Regions from separate parts of the Mus musculus genome. Here region 1 is linked to region 2. A link is a contact called in public promoter capture Hi-C data. All regions are on one chromosome and are shown on one strand. Each heading gives the region's core, a stretch centred on a gene start, on an enhancer-like site or on the middle of the called end of the contact. The rest is flanking DNA. Distances are from core to core; before and after follow the strand shown.

Region 1 (5,377 bases), core at 133-2,632, 270 kb before region 2:
TAGGAAATAACTTAGTCAAGCACTTGCCAACCAGTACAGTGACCTAAGTTCTGATTTCCAGCACCCAGGTAAAAAGACAGTGTATGCTGTGGCATGCTGTGCTGTGCTGTATTCTAATGCTGTGAAAGCAGAGATGGGAGGATTCCCAGAGGTCACTGGCCAACTCTTCTAGACAACACACTGATCTCTAGGTTCAGCGGACCCTGTTTCAAAAACGAAGGTGGAGGCCAGGCATGGAGACACACGCCTTTGATCCCAGCACTTGAGGCAGAGGCACATGAACCTCTGTAACTACACACTAAGTCCCAGGTCTGCCAGAGCTCCGTAGTGAAACCTTGTCTCAAAAGGACTGGAGAGATGGCTCAGCAGTTAAGAGCACTTTGTGCTCTTGTAGATTTGGTTTCTAGCACCCACATGATGGCTCACAACCATCTGTAACTGTCATTCAGGCAGGATACTCATGCACATAAAATAAATCAAAACACATGACAGAGGGTGACAAGACATTAGCCTTTAGCCACTACACATATACACTGACACATATGAACATGAACACATACAATTTTTTTTTTGTTTTTTTGAAGACAGGCTTTCTCTGTGTAGCCCTGGCTGTCCTGGAACTCAATTTGTAGACCAGGCTGGCCTTGGATTCAGAATTCTGTCTGCCTCTGCCTCCCAAGTGCTGGGATTAAAGGCATGTGCCACCACCACCCAGCCAAATAATTTTTTAAAGAGAAAGTTTAAAAGCGAACAAGTAGAATGGATGACTGAGTTGTAACTTAGGGTAAAGCGCATACCAAGGCCTGAATCTGAGCACTGGCACCCTACCATCCCACCCCTGCCCAAATGCTGCAGCCTGATCAGAATGAGAAAGGGAGAGCCAGATGCCCGACAAAACCATGCCAACCGCCATTTCTGTGTTCTTATCACTTCAATCTGTTTACCCTGCATTCAAAGAAAGGCTTCAGCACTTGAGTTATGCCCCCCCCACACATACACACTATACATACACACACATACACACACCCCACTCACACAGACACCTACATACCATACACACATACACATACCACACATGCACATACACTATACCCCACACACATGCACACACCACACACACAAACCACACACAAACACATCACACACACTCTCTCTCTTCTGTGTTTGGGTCAGTGCTGGCTTTTTGCCGCCAAGGCCATTTTGAGGACTTGGCTTCTTCACTACAGTGTCTGTGTCTTTTTGCTTCTTTACTATTCCCAGGAGTTTGCCTTTTCTGTGAATCCCCTTCTAACAGGATGTCATGGTTTATTTCTTCCCTGCCCTTTGCCCAAATGGCTGGCCGAGTGGTTGACCTTTGTGGACTACAGTCCTTTGTGCAGGGTTCCGGTTTCTCTGCTATCTTGGGAACTCCCGCTGTTTGACTGGGGAGTATATATTCACAAACCCTGAGCCAGTAATTCCTCTAGAGGCCGGCTGTGCAGTGAGAGCCTTTTTCTACTCTTCAACGTAGTTTTTCAGTCTCACTTAGCAGCACCTCTTGTTTCTCATATTGCTAATCATCTCTGTTATGGAACGTTCTCTATGAAGCTAGTTATTATGAAAGCCAAGCAGGACCACAAAGGTCTCCAAGGAAGTCTTCTGGTCACAGGGGTGTGCTCTCCGAGGGAACTGTGGCACCCTAAACCAATCCTGTTCCTCTCTCTCATGTCCCAGAACAAGATAAGCAAGTCCGTGCTACCCTGTGCTCCCGGGTCCACTGGGCTTATGCTTACAAGTCTTGCCAGTCTCTTGGAGGGCTTTCCTACTTAGTTGTATAGCATGAGAGAGTCACAGTGTCCCCTCAGACCTGTTTCTTTGTCTGTATACTGGTTCTCAAAATGCCATTATGCCCAGCTATCCCGCTGTTCTGAAGAAACATGGGGGCGGGGGAGATAGCGGTGAGTAAAACTTGTGATGGAGCAGCTGGTTTTTGCTGCCCCATCTCTGTGCCGGGATAGAACCAGAGTCTTGTAATGTTGCTGAGCTGCAGCCATGTTGTTTGGAGAAGGTATCTGTGGCATTCAGATGACCGGGTGAAGCCATCTCTCAGATCCCTTCCACTCTGAGTCTATGAAGCTTGACTTTTGAGTTTTACTTTGTTCCAGTTCTTGGCAAGAGCTGGGAATTGGGGTGGAACCCCTGAGTGCCCTATCAGCATAAGCCCAGTGGGCCCGGGAGTGCACGGTAGCACGGACTTGCTTATCTTGTTCTGGGACATGAAAGAGAGGAACAGGATAGGTTTGGGGTGCCACAGTTCCCTTGGAGAGCACACCCCTGTGACCAGAAGACTTCCCAATAGCACATGCCTCTTAAAGGCTCCCCAGATCTCTGTAGTATTGCAGACTGTGGACCAAGGCTTTATCCCCCAGACCTTCAAAGAATACATCCACACTGAAGCAGATGGAGTCTATGACGTTGATCCAGGCTTTTTGGTCTGCAGCTTTAAGATCTTCATGTCACAGGGAAGTTCCTCCTCCCTTTAGAAGGTATGAATGCCACTCTTTATAGGAAGCCAAAGAGGAAAGACACTGTCAGGTCCTGTGACCTCAGGCTTGTGCTTTTTAAAATAAATAAATTGATTGATTGATTGATTGATTGATTGACCTGAGAGATTATTTAGGCATTCAGAGTACTCGCTGCTCTTTCAGAGGATAGGATTTTGGTCCCCAGGTCCTCATGGCAGCTAACAACTGTCTATAGTTGCAGTTCTGAAGGATGTGAGCTCCATCTGGCCTCCGTGGGCACTGCATGCATGTGTCTACCAAATGAACATGTAGGCAGAGCACCCATTTACATAAAGTAAAAATAAATAGAATATTAATACAAAGTAGTATGTACAACATTTTCTGTTGATTTTTTCCTCCCTTCCTCTTCCTCCTCACTCCCACATCACTGTGTGACAGTCCATGCCCACACAGTTCTCAGTGGGTATAGAAGAAGAGGCATTGGGTGTGCTCTCAGGTACACTGTGACCTAGTTCCATTCCTTTTTCCTTTCTAATGATGCCCAAGATTACATCTCACTTTCTCCCTTCATCATATACCAGATAAAACACAAAAGCAAGTTGGCAGCTGGTTCCCTGTGACTCAAAGTGTCCAGATGGAAATGACTATGCTTGTTGTAGTGGGCTGAATACGAGTGGCCCCCATAGGCTCATATATTTGAATGCTTAGTCACCAAGGAGTGGAACTCTTTGAAAGGATTAGAAGGATTAGGAGGTGTGGCCTTGTTGGAGAAATTGAGTTAGTGAGGATGGGCTCGGAGGTTTCAAAAGCCCACAGCGGTTCCAGTGTCTCTCTATTCCTCCACCTGGGGGTCAGGATGTAGAACTTTCAGCTACTGCTCTAGGGCTATGTGTGCTACCTGCTACCATGCTCCCTGTCATGATAATGGACTCACCCTCTGAAACTGGAAGCCAGCTCTCATTTAAATGCTTTATTTCAAATGAGTTTCCTTGGTCATGGTGTCTCTTCACAGCAATAGAATAGTGACTAAGATAATTGTGGTTTTCCTGGAGCAAAGGCTCCAACGAGTCAGTAGGTATTGGCACGGCATCCAGCACTGAAGGTTGTTAGAGGGGTCTGTTTGGCTGTATAAGCAAGTCATCCTTTCTCTAAGGATAATAGCTGACTCTATGTGCAAGAGCAAACTGGATTCTTGGATGGCTTTATGAAAAAGGCCTTACATTTCCTCTGGCTCATGAGAAGCAACTTTAATGATTATTATTATTTAAATTTATTATTAATAAATTGCAATACCTCTGGATTTCACAGTTACTTTATGTTATTGGAGAAGAAATTTGTGGCCTGCAAGGATGTTGATATAAACTTGAAACTGAAAGTCTTCTCAGATTTCAGAAGAAAGGAAAGGCAAAGTGTTCTATTTCTATCTACAGTCATTTAAGAGGAGCATGGGAAGTCAGGAGAAGAGGGAATGTGTAGCCAGGCAGTGGTGGTGCACGCTTTTAATCCCAGCACTTGGGAGGCAGAGGCAGGCAGATTTCTGAGTTCGAGGCCAGCCTGGTCTACAGAGTGAGTTCCAGGACAGCCAAAGCTATACAGAGAAACCCTGTCTGGAAAAAAAGAGAGAGAGAAAGAGAGGGAATGTGCATTGCATGGGATACCCGAATGTTTCACAGCAGACTCATTTATGATCTGACTTCCATGTTGTTCGGGACTGGCTCTTTCTAGTAGGTTCTTTCTCTCTCCTTTGCACTCCCCAGGTCTCGTCACTAAGCTTTCTGTGCCTTCTGGCCATGCTTATAAAACCTAGTTAGCCTGTGACCCTCAGTCCAGTGTGTCTCAGCTCACCGCACCAAGAAGCAAAGTGCCCACCACACAGGCAAAGCCCTGCACCTGTCAGGAGCAGCACGCCTGCACCTGCAAAGCCCGGATTATCTTCTCCACGGCTTATCTTGCTGACTAGCGAATGGGAAGTATTGTTATCTTGGCTCATGCACAAGTCAAGTGGAGGCATTACTTTCACGTGTGAGGTTTATGCAGTCTTTGGGTTGAGTTATAACTGTGTTAGTCAGTCAGCTTGCATCTAGACACTGATGCAGGGAGGGATGAAAGGCCCCCAGTTAGATATCCCTGTGAAGTGAAATCCATGAAAAGTGGAGTGTCCTCCATTTCACCCAGCTTACTCACGGTGGGCAAACTAGCCAGCAGGCCAATGCTTGGCTCCTGACCTCTTTCCACAGTCTGTGCAATGGGGTTGGCTTTTATGTTGATAGTCAAAATGATTTGGAAAAAGCCAAAACAAAAAGCATTCTGCAATGTGAAAGTTAGATAAAATTTCAGCTTTCCATGTCTAAAAAAACCCCAGTTTTGTTGGCACACAAGTGGGATCACTTGCTTGCCCATGCCTATGGCTTCTGTAGAGAGTTAGGTGGGTAGCTGCTCTGATGCTGTGTTGGTCCAGAGGCTGGAGCGTTTACTATCTGGCTCTTTAGAGACAATGCGTGCCCGACTCCTAGGCTTGCATAGGTAAAGCAGCAATGATATGTGGTATTTTTGAGTCTTGTATACCAGGCACTGGGCTGACATCATTTAGGCAACATTTCACCTGGTTCTCACGGCTCGCAATCTCTCAGTGTCTCTCTGTATGTTTGCCCTCTGTCTCTGCTAGAAAGTACTCTCTCTACCTGAGCCTACCATTTTAGAGACAAAGGCCAGAGAGATTAAACAATTTGACCCCCCCTCCCCCCCCCACAGCTTGTCAATGTCAGAGCTGAGGTGCATATCTGTATCCATCTGATTCTGTAACCCAAATTCTTCCCCACCAGAGAAACCATCCTGTCAGCTAGAGCCGTATCCATTTATCCCTACAGGTCAGA
Region 2 (5,493 bases), core at 273-2,772:
CAGGCTGGAAGTTGTACTCTATTGATCGTTCCTGGGTAGTTGTGGACGTTTAGGCAGAGAAGATGAGATACGCTGTAAGGAGAGTCACAGTGCTAAGAAACATGAAAGAGGAAATGCAGGCTTTGGGATCACACAGGAGAGGAGGGGCATGTCTGGGATGCAGTTAAAACTTAAAGCCTGGTAGTAGGCATTGAAAAGGTACATCTTCGATTTGTCCCCTCAAAGCTCTGCTTAGGTTCACAATGTGTTCAAGAGCTGCTGAGTGAAGTTACCTGGTGATGAATGACCCTAGGGCCAGTGGGGTCTGCAACCCGTGCTTTGAGCTTTCACCTGCCATTCTTGTCACGTTCTGACATTGTCATTGTCTGCATTTCTGAAGTTTGGAGCCACAGGGAAGGAATGAGCTATCTTGCTGAGCTTTTCAAAGGAGTTTTTTCTAAAGGGAGGAGGAGATCAAATTGTTAAAGTAGTTTGCTAACTTTACAAGATTCTAGGTGTCTGAACTAATTACTAAACTATCTAATTATTAACAAGGTCCTGCACTGTAGTCCTAGCAGGCTTGGAAGTCACAGAGCTCTCTATCTCCTCAGTGCTGGCACTAAAGGCTTGCACTACCATGCTCAGAATATTTTGTATTGAATTACTTACAAAAAATAGATTAAGAAATTTGTTAAAAGTTGAATTTATAATCATTTATCAGATAAGTTAAATGATTTATAATCTCACTGACTTCAAATCTGAGAGAATAGTTTACACAAAGTTTTTTTTTGTTTTGTTTTTCTTGAGGAAATTGTGTGTGTGTGTGTGTGTTTGTGTGTATATGCATGCACGCAGGACTATTTTAGAGACTATTTTAGATTGGTAGGTATAATGAAATGGATCATGGTGAATATAGCCAGAATAGGAAAAAAGTTCAGGTATATAGGATCCTGGCTGTCATTTACTCTTCCAGAAAATCCCATAATATAGGAGCTGGAAAGAGGGCTTAGGGGTCAAGAGTACTTGCTACTTATTGAGAGGATAAGCAGTTCCCAGCACTCAGATGACAACTCATGACTGTCTGTAATGCTAGCTCCAGGGAGTCAGACAGTCTCTGCCGGCCAGGCACCAGCCAGGCCTGCAACCCATATACACATACATACAGGCAAACACTCGTATACAGAAAATTCAAGAAAAATTTAAAACTGTGATCAGTGAGTGTGTATATGTATAAGTGCTACACTTGTCTTAATTGTCCATATGCATTAATTACTGGTTCTGTTATCTAAAAAAACATTGAATGGTTATGTAAGTGGCCTTGGTTTGAAAGGGTTACTGATTTTTAGACTTGAAATACCTTCAGAAGGTTCAGCTATGTTATGTAATACTTTGTAGTTTTTTAGTATGTTAAGGTGTTTTATGTCATTTGAGCTGTGTTACTTTGTCATTTTGTTTTCTTTGAGACAGGATCTCACTGAGTAGCCCTAGCTGGCCTGAACCTCAGAGCAGGCTGGCCTCAGGCTGTGGCAAACCTCTTGGCTCTGCCTCTGTAATGCTGGGTTACACAGTGCAGTAGCAAGAGCCTTCTTCATCTGTGTGTCTGATGAGTTCCCAAGGGTAACTTAGCCATTATCTGAGCATGTGTAGCCATCTTTACATGCTAGTGCTTGACTATAGGGCACAGAGGTTTACACACTGGTCGCTGAGAAGCAGTGCAGTTTGGCCAGGGTCACGTCTCACTCAGTCACTCACCATGGTAAGACAGTCTGTCATTTAGTTTCATTGATAGCACCTTTAAGAAGTGACCAGTGCTTCCCTTCTTCCCACCCACTGGCTCCTGTATGGTTACTAGGACAGCACAGCAGCCACCAAGCTCCCAGTTCCCTCCCTGCTGGTTCAGCTTTCGCCCTCCTTCTGGGATCAGCCTCAGGCAGACTGCAGGCAGATGGCTGACTCTCCACCTTGTCTCTTTCTTCTGTTCCCTGAGAGCTTCTCCAAAGGGCCAGCTCCAAGGCTGGAAGTGCTAATCATTCATACATTTTCATCATTCTCTTGTCATATTAAATTCATAGATTATCTTCCAGTTGTCACTACTGAAGGAAATTCATACCCTTTTAACACATGTAAAAATAGAATATTGAAAAGTAGAATAAAAATAGCCAGTGGCAAGGAGGCTTCTGTGTCTGCTGGGATTCCGGTGGCTGTAGGCAGACGCCCTGCTGAGGAGGGAGGGTGCTATCATCTCTCCTTAGAGCATTTCTCCAAGGTCTTGGAAACCAGAACACGTGTGACTAGTATGTAAAGTCTTAGGGGGCAAGTTTAAGTAGCTCAGTTGATTTGTTGGCACCTTTTAGTTAAGGCTATGAAATCTGTATTCATTGATAACAAGAAAGGAGGACATGAGCCCAGTTCTCTGGCTGGGTTTATTAGGTAACCCTTATGTTTATAGTAGAATTTGTTGTTGTTGGTGGTGGTGGTGGTTGGTTGGTTTTGGTTTGGTTTGGTTTTGGTTTCTCTGTGTAGCCCTGGCTGTCCTGAAACTCCCTCTGTAGACCAGGCTGGCCTCGAACTCAGGGATCCACCTGACCGCTGCTTCTCAAGTGCTGGGATCAAAGGCGTGCTCTACCATGCCTGGCAGGAAATGATTTCATTTTAATTGAATTATTTAATTAATTTTAAGTTAATTATTTAATTAAATTTGGGGGCTAGAGTGGTAATTCAGGATTTAAGAGGGTTTGCTGCTATTCTGGGGGCCTGAGTTCAGTTCTAGCACACACTGGGCCATCTCACAACCACCTAATTTCAGCTCCAAGAGATCTGATCCCCTCATCTGAACTCTGTGTGTGTCCTCCCCCAGTACATACATGTGTGGCCTACACTCAGTGCATACCCATATCCATACATGAGAAAAGTACAGTTTAGACATCAAAAGGATCAAGGTTTTAATCACACAAATGTGTTTTAGTTATAAGTGGAGGTTCTAAAATATTTATAATTTAAAATACTCACCAGATATATTAAAATCTTTCATTAAGATAAGTGCTTAGAAAAGTCCCTGTGAGAGCTGGGACAGCATGTCACACATTGAGTAGCAGGTTCACAGTGCTCCATATGAGATAAACAACATGCATATTGTTCTTAGACAAGTGAGCTTTTCCCTGTGTGAGGCAGAGTAGCCCAGGCTGGCCCTAGACTCGCCACTGTATAGGGAGTCCTGTCCCCAGTCTCACGGTTCTACTAGAATAAATGGCACATCTTTATTATTAGAAAAATTGGAACAGACAAAAGAAATACAAACATAACACATGAGGATTTTGCTTAAATTGGAATGTAGGTTTATTTGGGGCCACACTAACCAGAACTGTAGATTTGGGGATCTAGAAGAATGAGTGCAGTGAATGAGTTGCAGGCTCTACTGCAGCCTGGTGGAGCAGGTGAGGTCAGTGAGAGACATACATAGGTGCTGGAAGGAAATGACCACTGCAGACCGGCTAGGCTGGAGGCCTCTCTTGCTCTCCACAGCCCTCTTGCTAGGCTGCCAGCCAAAGCTTCGATGTGACAGCCTCTCCGTTAGATCATTAGTGGGAGATTGGTGAGAGGGTTTCAAATGCTGTGTAAAGCCTTTTGCCTCTGCAGGTTTTTGTTTTGCTTTTGAGACAGGATTTCCCTCTGTACCTCAGGCCGAGAGAGCCTGTGGTTCTGCAGCAGCAGCCTCCTGAATGCTCTCCCACTGTACTGAGCGCCATGAGAATTCCCTGTCCTTCCCTCTTTCTCTCTCTTGAACTATTACAATGTATTTACCAAAAAGTGCAGTATGAAAGTGTGCTTGCCCAGCTTTGAGAGTAAATTAAAATAGGCAGGGATGTGGATTTCCTTGCTGACCAATGGCCAGCTTGTTCCAAGGCTCGCAACTCCAGGGTATGGTTTCTTCATATTGTTTCTTTGCCTGTAGTTGCCATCTCCATACATTGATCGGTCATGTGACAAAGGGAAAGATTCCTCCTAGTACTCCTTGGATGCGTCAGCCCCGTTTAATTTCACTGATCATCTTTCATGCATGTATTTCTTGAGCTTAGAAGGCGGGCCTTGCTTGTGTGTTTCCTTGGTGGGCTCTGAGAAGCTTTGAGTGGTGAATAGAGTTTCTTAACTAAATGTCTCTTGATTTGAAAGAGAAACCCTAGATACGTTAGTACATGCAGAGTATATTTGGCTTTATAAACAAAAATATGTGAAAGCACTTAATAATGTAGATACGCTGAATTCTTACAACACAGAAACAAATGGGGCGCTAGTATAGGTTGTCATTATTCTTAGAAAAATAAAACTTCTTTTGTTTGCTTTTAAACCTGTTATGTTTTATTTCCAACAAGATCTGCCAGTTCTGTTCTGAGAACTGTCTCTCTTCAGAGGGGAGCTAAGCAGCAGCTATCCCACTATCTCCACTATCTCCCCATCCCACTAAGGCCCTAGTGACCAGCCAGAGTGTGCTTTCACCCAGTCCTAGTGACCAGCCAGAGTGTGCTTTCACCCAGTCCTAGTGACCAGCCAGAGTGTGGTTTCACCCAGTGGGGCTTTGAGTTTATTGGGTTACTTACTGTGGATGACAGGTTACTGGAAAGACATGACAGCTGCACTGAGAAGTCTTTAGCCAGCACGAGCTCTCCCTGGCTCTGCAGACTTCCTCCTCTCAGGTCTCCACAGCCTATATACTCCAGCCCCTCCTCTGGAAGGGAATGCCAGCTGTCAACACACCCAGCTGTGATCGCTTGCAACCAGACACAGCTGAACTATTGATGATGGAGACTTTGGCCCTGAGGATGGTACCGTCCACCCTGTTCTTCTTTTAACTTTATAATGAACACTGATAGCTCTCTGGGGTTAAAACATGTATAGGCTAGAGATGCAGCTCAGTGGTGTGCATGGCAACCTGAGTTCAGTCCATAGCATAAATAATGGAGTGTAATTACGTACATTCGTGAGGGATACTGATAGTCACAAGTACCTTGTCTTTCCTCTTCCCCAACCAGGTTCCTGGGACATCCTGCGGCGAAGCTTCTCTATGCCTACAACCCCAGCAGGGAGAGCGAGGTTGTGGTGAACTCAGTGTTTACAGCTGCTAGACATTTCCATGTGCCGCCTGTCCATTGCAGGGTGAGTGCTGATGAGTCTGACTTTCTGCTCAGAGCCCCTTTCTGGCCGTGTTTCCATTTGGTTGCTTGTTGGTTGCTTTGTGTGTACTTTCCCATCCATTTTTTTCATGGTTTTGGTAGTGCTGGATACTTGATGGGGAAAAATGGCAAGTTTTTCAGTCACCTTGAACTTCCTTAAGCTTTTAATGATTTTGATTGCCATGTTGCTCCATGTTAAAACGTTCACAAACTAACGAGAGCAAGGAAATGTTAACAGAGAAGCCCTAAGTTTGGTCTATGATTGGTTTGGTTTATGCAGATAAACACTGTCCCTGGTTTTTAGTACCATGTCAATATATTTAATAAAAAAAAAATCTGCCCATCT

The links. Capture Hi-C pulls out chosen DNA fragments and counts their contacts.
Region 1: a promoter capture Hi-C map of liver shows a contact between it and region 2. The contact joins two enhancer-like sites. A contact is called at or near these places in 1 of 484 Hi-C or Micro-C datasets (embryonic stem cells) and 2 of 9 other capture datasets (adipose tissue and liver).

Annotation. Positions count from the first base shown.
Region 1 is chr3:84,231,611-84,236,987 of GRCm38.p6, reverse strand. All of the region lies in intron 1 of Trim2 (tripartite motif-containing 2), which reads left to right. The region is part of intron 2 of Gm40078 (a long non-coding RNA gene); the gene reads right to left. Among named protein-coding and RNA genes, the nearest start is that of n-TGgcc9, 5.2 kb to the right of the region's middle. Within about 2 kb of position 1,382, at least 18 of the 459 cell types and tissues checked have an H3K27ac peak or open chromatin away from gene starts, as enhancers often do. A contact at or near this core is called in liver, where this site is marked.
Region 2 is chr3:83,961,935-83,967,427 of GRCm38.p6, reverse strand. It overlaps Tmem131l (transmembrane 131 like), which reads left to right. Exons shown (of 35, transcript NM_172681.4): 5 at 5,007-5,130. Among named protein-coding and RNA genes, the nearest start is that of Tmem131l, 75 kb to the left of the region's middle. Within about 2 kb of position 1,522, at least 16 of the 459 cell types and tissues checked have an H3K27ac peak or open chromatin away from gene starts, as enhancers often do. A contact at or near this core is called in liver, where this site is marked.